Linked DNA regions of Sus scrofa: region 1 is linked to region 2. The links are chromatin contacts, called in public HiChIP or PLAC-seq maps. All regions are on one chromosome and are shown on one strand. The core of a region is the stretch at or near the end of the contact, and the rest is flanking DNA. Distances in the headings are between cores, read along the strand shown.

The links. HiChIP or PLAC-seq counts read pairs in DNA pulled down with a chosen protein or histone mark.
Region 1: an H3K27ac HiChIP or PLAC-seq map of alveolar macrophages shows a contact between it and region 2. The contact joins the promoter of C2H11orf24 here to the enhancer-like site in region 2. A contact is called at or near these places in 3 of 5 promoter capture datasets (fetal liver, fetal skeletal muscle and liver), 11 of 47 Hi-C or Micro-C datasets (alveolar macrophages, brain, embryonic fibroblasts and 7 more) and 2 of 2 datasets of contacts at active chromatin or transcription factors (alveolar macrophages and skeletal muscle).

Annotation. Positions count from the first base shown.
Region 1 is chr2:4,680,540-4,685,403 of Sscrofa11.1, forward strand. C2H11orf24 reads left to right here and starts at 1,665. Exons shown (of 4, transcript XM_003480654.4): 1 at 1,665-1,842.
Region 2 is chr2:4,538,447-4,542,747 of Sscrofa11.1, forward strand. It overlaps LRP5 (low-density lipoprotein receptor-related protein 5), which reads right to left. Exons shown (of 23, transcript XM_021082719.1): 20 at 4,222-4,301; 21 at 3,855-3,994. Among named protein-coding and RNA genes, the nearest start is that of TRNAA-AGC, 17 kb to the left of the region's middle. Within about 2 kb of position 1,760, at least 14 of the 83 cell types and tissues checked have an H3K27ac peak or open chromatin away from gene starts, as enhancers often do. A contact at or near this core is called in alveolar macrophages, embryonic fibroblasts, mesenteric adipose tissue and 2 more, where this site is marked.

The sequences.
Region 1 (4,864 bases), core at 415-2,914, 140 kb after region 2:
GATTTTGAGGAAGCCGAGCATAGAACCACAACTGGCTGTTTGGGTATATTTTCATTTGTGAATTGAACAGATACTGACTGCGCTTCTCATGTTAGAGCTGAGCTTGTTGTGAAAATTAAAGCAAACCCAAAGCAAAAGGATCTTGTCTTCACAAACTCTCCCACCTGGCTGGCCTCTCAGCAAACCTATCCCTTACAGGGTAAGGGCTACACCGCCTGAAACCATGAGATTGAACTGGATGTGATAGGTCTGTTGTTGCTGTTGTCTTTTCTAGGGCCACACCCAGGCCTATGGAGGTTCCCAAGCTAGGGGTCTAATTAGAGCTGTAGCTGCCAGCCTACGCCAGGGCCACTGCAATTCGGGACCCGAGCTGCATCTACTACCTACATCACAGCTCACGGCAACGCTGGATCCTTAACCCACTGGGCGAGGCCAGGGAATCTATCTGAACCCGCAACTGAGCCAAGACAGGAATTCCTGGATGTGACACTTCTTTTTTTTTTTTTGTCTTTTGTCTTTTTGTTGTTGTTGTTGTTGTGGTTGTTGCTATTTCTTGGGCCGCTCCCTCGGCATATGGAGGTTCCCAGGCTAGGGGTTGAATCGGAGCTGCAGCCACCGGCCTACGCCAGAGCCACAGCAACGCGGGGTCCGAGCCGCGTCTGCGGCCTGCACCACAGCTCACGGCAACGCCGGATCCTTAACCCACTGAGCAAGGGCAGGGACCGAACCCGCAACCTCATGGTTCCTAGTCGGATTCGTTAACCACTGAGCCAAGACAGGAATTCCTGGATGTGACACTTCTAAAGTGAGTTTCAGGTGCTCCCAGAGCTCAGAGCTGGGGAGCTGATCCCATCTTTGCACCCTCACTTTTCTGGGTCTGGCTTAGTTTCTTAGCCCAGGACCCCAAGACGAGTTTTTTATAAGACAAGTTTTTTATAACTGTCTGAAAATAAAGCCTTTTGGATTATTCCCTTTGAGATGGTCTTTCACAGACAGGCTCTGGTTTGGACTTGGGGGGACTGGAGAAAGTTTTAGACTCGGGTACAATCACAAAACTTGTAACTTACGAAGCTACTTCGAACGAAGGTCAAGTCCCATACGCTTTCCTCTACACTGTTTTGCTCCAGTTATTCCACGTCTCACAATCTCAAAACATCTCGAGAGGCTCAGTTTCAGGGTCTGTAAAACCGGGGCTAAGCGCCTCACAGCAGTTAAATCACAGAACCAAGCCCAGCGCTTGGCACGTTGTAGGCGCTCGAAACACGCCGGCCGCGGTCTCGACTGTTACTTGCTTCTGGGATCCCCGGCGCCTGCCCCCGGGGCTGTGGATGGAGTCTAGAGAGGGCGGGCACGTCGCAGGGTCCCCCCCCTCGGGTGACCTGCACGCCAACGTCATAGGTCTGGGCTCACCCAGCCCAGCCGTGGCACCTCGGTCCCCACAGGGCGGGGTCCACAGTCCCAGCGGAGCCCAAGCACCACCACTTCCGCCAGCGATCGGTCCGAAACTGCCGCTTCCGGCCCGCGCGGGACTTCGCCCGAGCCGCCCCGCGGTGGGCGGAGCCCTGACGCGGCCACGCCCCTCGCTTCCGGCTCGAATCCGGCAGCACCAGGAGCCGCCGGGCTGTTCTGAGCGTCAGCCGAGGCTGCCCCGCCCTCCAGGACCCGCCCTCTCGTGACGTCATCTCCGGGGCGGTCCGGGCGGGGCCGGAGCCCTGGCGGCTGCTCTGAGCTGTCCTGGCTCTCGGTCGTGCTGCTCCACTGCTGGCCACGTCCCCACACCGACCGCGGGCGCTTCCCCGCCGCCCGAGGGCCGCCGGGCCGCCGCAGGCCTGCCGCGCCCGGGTAAGGGGCCTGCTCTGCCGTCCGGGGAGCTGTTGTCACCGCTGCCTGAACCGGCTTGGGGCTGAGAGAGGGAGGTGGGGGACAGGAGGAGGGGTGTATAGGGGCACGGGAGGCAGAGGAGGGGACCTTCGGGCACGGGAGGCATAGTAGGGGCATGGGGGCCCGGGAGGCAGAGGAGGGGACCTTCGGGCACGGAAGCAGAGGAGGGGACCTTCGGGCACGGGAGGCAGAGGAGGGGGCATGGGGGCCCAGGAGGCAGAGGAGGGGACCTTCAAGCACGGGAGGCATAGTAGGGGGCATGGGGGCACGGGAGGCAGAGGAGGGCATCTTCGGGCACAGGAGGCAGAGAAGGGGACAAGGGAAAAAATGAATGGGGACACTGCAAGCTGGTGAGGATTGGAGGTGAGAAGTAGGAGGAGAGGAAGGAATAGGAGTCAGTTGGGGACCGAGACTCCCAAGGAGGATGGATGGGAGCCCAAGGAGGCAGGAGAAGGGCTTACGGGGACCCCAAGCCAGAGAAGAGGCTGGGTGAGTTCAGTTTGGGACAGAGGAGGGGAAAGTCGGGACGCTGCCATATGGGTGGGGAGACAAACAGTCTTGCCGGCCAAGGTTGGGCCCCAGGAAGTGTTATGCTCAAAGAGAGTTGGCCCTTTTGGCAAGCCAGGCGTTCTCTACCTGGAAGGGGGTCGTGCATTTCCATCTACCTGCCTGCCTCCCCCATGTGAGTCTGGGCACCTATGTAGTGGGTGCAGTTAGCTGTTAGGAGTCAGCATCCACATAGTTGGCCATAAAACGTAAATTTCTACTTAGACATCTGCCTCGACGATAAACTTTCTTTTCCCCTCCCTGGAGGAAGCATCTCGAAAATTTCAATCCAGATTTTCTCCTTACATGCTAGACTTGCCTGACGGACAGAGGAATGTCAGATTTACCCACACAGCCCGCAAGAAGTAGGCTCTTGCTCAGAGCATTTAGCCTGATACCAAAACTTGCAGAAACCTGGAAGGAAGCAGTGTAATTAAGATGTTATCTAGTGCGCCAGATTCCCATCTGCCACAGAGACACATCCTTTGGACCACAGGACAATGTCTATATGCACAAAACCACAAGCCTGTGTTCCTTGGGTTCTGATACCAAAGTTCAGCCAGGTGACGTGTCAAGACAGGTATCTGTGGTCTGCCCTGTATTTGTTTCCGCAATCCCTGCTCCTTGGTGTGTTTAGTTTCCCCAGCTTGGGGTAGCAGCTGGGGCCACATTGCTGCTGATCAGTAAGTTCCTAGTGTGATGGAATGGGTGGGGGGGGCGGGTAACGCCTGAGTTGGGCCCAAGAACCTGTGTAAGCCAGAAAAAGGAATTAGGCAGCTTAGAGTCTATGTCATGTAACTTGCACGCAGCACCCTGTGTATAACAGTTTCATAAAAGTTAAAAATCAAGCCAAGATTGGGAACACGAGAAATCAGAGACAGGAGGTGTTGAGACTTAGCACAACATCAAGGACCAGAGAAGGATCGGGAAGTTGGCACCCCGGGGGCCCATTATGTGGGTGCCTTTCCAAGAGAATGTTGCCTGGCCTGTGGGGGCGCTGCCCCCTGAACAAGAGGAACTCCCAGCATGGCCTGCCCTCCTGTCTTCCACCTGCCTTGCTCTCCTCGAGACTAACTGAGCCCTTCTGGCCCAGAGGTCCCTTGCCTTTTCACCTGCTGTAGTCTGAGACCTTGATAATAACTGGCCAGACCCTTATGGAAGGCTCACTAAAGCCTCTGCAGGGGAAACTATCATTCTAAGTCTATGCAGTGCTTTGTCCGCCCTGAGTCAGCTTAGATTAGCACAGGTCCTCGCGTGGGGATCTTGGCATTTAGAATATGCTGGTGGACAATGGAGGCAGGACCATACCAGAGAGCTGAAGTCATGGCACGAGGACTTGTTCTTGAGTCTGCACAGCGGCCAATTCCTGTGCCTGTTCGAGGGATCACCAGCCCCACGGGCTGAGCGCATAAGCAACGAGGGCCCCCAGCAGAGCTTTCCTGAGAGACTCGCTGCGTTTCCCCAGAGAGCTGCAGGGAGATGCTTCTTGTGCGTGCACCCACCTTGTATGTGTAGCTATCTCTGTGCATGATTGCGCACACACGTGTGTGGCTGCACGCGTACATGCATGGCAGTGTGTGTGCCTCTGTAGCTGTGTGCCCATGAGTGTGAATCCATGCATACGTGTGTGTGCAGGCAGGTATCCGTGATGGGTAGTAGGCCCGTAGTGGTCCTCAGGCATCACCCCCTAGTGATAGCGGCTGCTCTAGGAGGTGATGAGTTTCTTTCATCTCCTGAGTTTACGTTAGATATTCCTCAAAAAGAGAATCATTCATGCCAGCTAATAGCTTCACGTTACAACTGTGCTCCTGGATTCCTGCAAAGTTTGGTGGGCTCCTAGAAAAATGCATCTCCTAGTATGTAAATCATGAAGTTTCTCTAAATTATTAATATCTAAGTGTAAAACTGTATCACATAGGATTCCTCTGCCTTTCTGCCTTAAAAATCAAGACATTTTTTTCTCCATCGGAGCCTCTGAGGGGTGCTTTCCAAGAGTAATCTGTTAAAAAAAAGAAAAAAAGAATTCCCACTGTGGCGTGGTGGGTGGTGGATTAAGAATCCAACTGCAGCAGCTCAGGTCACTGCTGAGGCACAGAGTCGATCCCCAGCCTGGCACAGTGGGTTAAGGATCAGGTGTTGCCACAGCTGTGGTTCAGATTCAGCCCCTGACCTGAGAACTTCCATCTGCCATGGATGCGGCCATAAAAAAAAAAAAAAAAAAAAAAAAAAAAGGAGTTCCCTGGTAGCTCAGCAGGTTAAAGATCTGGTGTTGTCACTGCTGCAGCATAGGTTTGATCCCTGGCCTGGGACCTTCTGCATGCTACAGGCACAGCCAAAAATAATAATAATAATAATCCTTTTTAAAAAAGGATGTGAAGTAGAAAGTGAAACCCACAGAAAATTCCTTTGCCAGGGATCCTCTTTGTTCATGTTCTGG
Region 2 (4,301 bases), core at 510-3,009:
TGGCGGCACAGTGGAAATGAGCCCAGGGAGTATCCATGACGATGTGGGTCTGATCCCTGGCCTCGATCAGTGGGTTAAGGAGCCAGCATTGCTGTGGGCTGTGGTGTAGGTCGCAGACGCGGCTCGGATCTGGCTTCGCTGTGGCTGTGGTGTAGTGTAGGTCAGCAGCTACAGCTCCGATTGGTCCCCTAGCCTGGGAACATCCATATGCAGTGGATGTGGCCCTAAAAACAAACAAACAAACAAAATAGAAGTGCTTTCATAAATGCCAGCTTTTTTTTGGGGAGGGGGGGACTGCGCCCAGGGCTTGCAGAAGTTCCCAGGCCAGGGATCGAACTTATGACACAGCAGTGTCTGGAGCCACAGCAGTGACATTGCTGGATCCTTAACCTGCTGCGCCACCAGAGAATTCCAATGCCAGCTTTTAGAAGCAAGGCTCAGAGGAGTTCCCAGTGTGGTGCATGGGTTAAGACTCTGACTGCGGCAGCTCGGGTGGCTGTGGAGGCTTGGGTTTGATCCCTGCTCAGGATAGTGGGTGAAAGGATCCAGCACTACTGCAGCTGCAGCTCAGATTCAATCCTCTGCCCAGGAACTTCCCTATGCTAGGGGTGTGGCTATAAAAAGAAAAAAAAACAAAAACCAAAACCAAAAAAACAAGGCTCAGAGGGGCGCTCTCGTTATTCAGATGAGACCATGTGGATTTTAAAAAGAACGCATGAACCTACTCCGTACGAGGCTCTCATGATGGATACCTGTCATCACGCAATTGTCTAAACCCGCAGAATGATATGGCCCCAAGAGCAGACTCAGGCGTGCACCGTGCATGACGGCGGGTAGGTTCACGGACCCTAACAAGCGTCTCCCCCCGGGGGGGGGTGTTGGCAGAGGGGGAGGAAGGGGGATTTGGGAAATCTCTGTACCCTCCTCTCAATTCTGCTGTGAGCATAGAATAGCTATATACATACACACATACATATATATATATTTATCTATTTTCATCTTTTGTCTGTTTAAGGCTGCACCCAAGGCACATGGAGGTTCCCAGGCTAGGGGTCTAATCGGAACTACAGCCGCTGGCCTACACCACAGCCACAGCAATGCCAGATCTGAGCTGCATCTGTGACCTACACCACAGCTCACGGCAACACCAGATCCTTAACCCACTGAGCGAGGCCAGGGATCGAACCCGCAACCTCATGGTTCCTAGTTGGATTCATTTCCACTGTGCCACGTTGGGAACTCATATATATTTAAAAAAAAAAAAATATATATATATATATATTTTTTTTTTAAAGTTTTCTTTAAAAAAATCCTGCATATGTGAGGCTGGTAAAATCTGAGCAAAGTCAGAGGAAGTCGTATCAAAGCCCTGGTTATGATGTTGAGCCACTGCTGCTAGAGACTCGAAGCTGGCGTCTCCCCAGGTCCCTATGTTGAAACAGAAACCCCAACATGAGGAAGGAAGTGGGGCCCTCGGGAGGCGCTTAAATCACGAGGGTGCAGCCCTCATGGATGGAATCCAGGCCCGTAAGAAAGGGACCCTAGAAAGCTCCTCGACCCCCTCCGCCACATACAGGTCCGACAGCCACCAGGAACCGGAAACTGGGCCCTCGACAGACACCCAACCTGCCAGAACCTTGATCTTGAGTTCTCCAGCCTCGGGGACTGCGAGAAATACCCGCGTGTGGCCTGAGCTGCCCAGTCTACGGCAGCTTTGTTAGAGCAGTGCAAAGATGACTGACTCACGGGTCCGTGAGAAGCCGCCACTGGGAACACTGGTGAAGGGGCAAAAGGACCTCGCAGTATTACGTCTTAGAGTATGTGCACATCTATAATGATCTCAAAATGTAAAACAAAAAAATAAAGTCCACAATCTTTTTATTTTTTTCTGGCTGTGCCCATGGCATGTGTTGGTTCCTGAGTCACGGCAGTGACAATGCCAGATCCTTAACCCGCTGGACCACAACGACCTCGGGTGTGGCCCTAAAAAGCCAAAAAAAAAAAAAAAAGCTGGCTTCGTGCAGGGCTTTTTTTGGGGATGGTGATATTTTCTAAAATTAACCGTGGGGCTGGTTGCGCAACGCTGTGAATACACTAAAAACCACCAAACTGTACACGTGAAGTGGGTGAACTGTACGGTCTGCGACTTATACCTCAATAAAACTGTTTTAAAAGAAATGCTGGTGGTTAATGTCATCTCTTGCTGCTAAAGAAGATCCCCTCCCACCCCCCGCCGCCAGTTCCTAGCAGAGCCTGGGAACATCCTGGGGTCTGCGTGGGGGGCTGGGGGGCTGGGGGGCTGTCCTAGAGTTCCTGGTGCTTCCGGCTGGTTCCATCGGGCACCTGAAAGCCAGGCGACAGGAGCCATAAGGAGGACGAGAGTTTGGGGACCACGTTCTTAAGCTCCAGCCTCCTCTGCCCTCAGCATGGTCGGGCCCCGAAGCTTCCAGGAGGCTCGGGTCCCAACCCAAGATGACACCCCCTGCTCTTTCCTCCCTCCGAGGCCTTGCCCCGGTCAGACGCAACAAGAAGGGGCAACATCCCCAATGTGGGGGACACCCAGAAAGGCGGGAAGGCCCAGCCCTGGTGGGTGGGGTTTGATGGAGATCCCCCCTCCCCAGGGAAGGTCCCAGGGGCTGTCTTCGCCTCAGAAGAGTGTGTCATCACAGGAGGTCAGGTTTCAAGGATTTATCTTTTTTTTTTTTTATCTTTTTTTTTTTTTTTTTTTTTTTGTCTTTTTGCTATTTCTTGGGCCGCTCCCGCGGCATATGGGAGGTTCCCAGGCTAGGGGTCGAATCGGAGCTGTAGCCACCGGCCTACGCCAGAGCCACAGCAACGCGGGATCCGAGCCGCGTCTGCGACCTACACCACAGCTCACGGCAACGCCGGATCATTAACCCACTGAGCAAGGGCAGGGTCCGAACCCTCAACCTCATGGTTCCTAGTCGGATTTGTTAACCACTGCGCCACGACGGGAACTCCAGGTTTCAAGGATTTAAACAGCACAGAGGAGTTCCTGCTGTGGTGCAAAGGGATCAGGGGTGTCTCTGCAGCTCCTGGATGTGGGTTTGGGCCCCAGCCCCGCCCAGTGGGTTAAAGGAGCTGGTATTGCCTCAGCTGCAGTGTAGGCCGCATCTGTGGCTCAGATCTGATCCCTGGCCGGCTAACTCCATATGCCGCGGGTTGGCCAAAAAAAAAAAAAAAAAAGAAAGAAAGAAAAAAAAGCATAGAACCACATCAAGTCAGAAGCTGAGGTCTAGGTATCTCCAGCTTCATGTTTGGGCATCAACCTTACCCCGGATACCCTGGGGCTGTGCCCTCGGAAATGGGGGTCTTTCCCCACCAGCCACGAGGAGAGGGTCCCTTCTCGGGATGCTGAGTGGGGCTCGGATACCGGGGGCTTCGGGACTTTGCCACCTGCACAGTCATTTCATTCCAGGGTGTCGCTCAGCCAGGGGCTGGCCTCTCGCCCTGCTTGGCCTTCTGGAAGCCTCAGGGAACATTTCAGCCACAAACGTCACCCTGAGAGCACGGTCCTCAGAAAACAATCCAGCCCTTGTCTGGGAACCAGCAAGCCCCGGGGCGGGAAACCATAGGGTCTTCCCGGTGGGGACACTGAGGGAAGCTCACAAGGCCCCCTCAGTGCACCCCATCCTGGCAGGTCCTGCAGACCAAAGACGGCCACCCAGACCTGGAAACTCCCAGCAGCAGCCCTGCAAGGCGGGATGTTTGGGAGATGCCCCATTTTGGGTTTTTAGGTGGCTTTCAGAGGACCCACCAGGGCCAGGGTGCTCTCTTTCCCAAACGGAGAATGTTCACCCCCGGGCGGCCAGGCCTCCCCTGCCGCCACTCACCGGCGGGTACAGCGTGGCCTTGGTGCTGGATGAGCTGCTGGACGAGGCCCCGGTGACGTGGTTCCGGTCGTAGAGGGGCACCCCGGCCCGGCCCCCCATCAGGCTCACGGAGCTCATCATGGACTTGCTGCAGGAGATGCCTACGGGCGGAGGGTGCAAGGCCGGTCACAGACACAGTGCCCTCTCCCCAACTCCGCTGCCCAGGGGGCCCAGGTGCAGGCGAGTAAATTCTACCTGATTAGCATCCCCGCCCGGCTGTCCCCAAGGGACGCCTCAGGACACACCCCACAAGAGATTCTCAGGCCACATCCGAAGAGCATCCCCGCCCCGGGCACCCTCCCACCTCCGGGCTGCCTCGGCTCCTTACCTGGGAAGGGCCCGTGCTGGGAGCCGCCCGGCGCGATGAAGTTGAGGGGCACGTGGGGGGTCCCACTGACGTACTCGTGC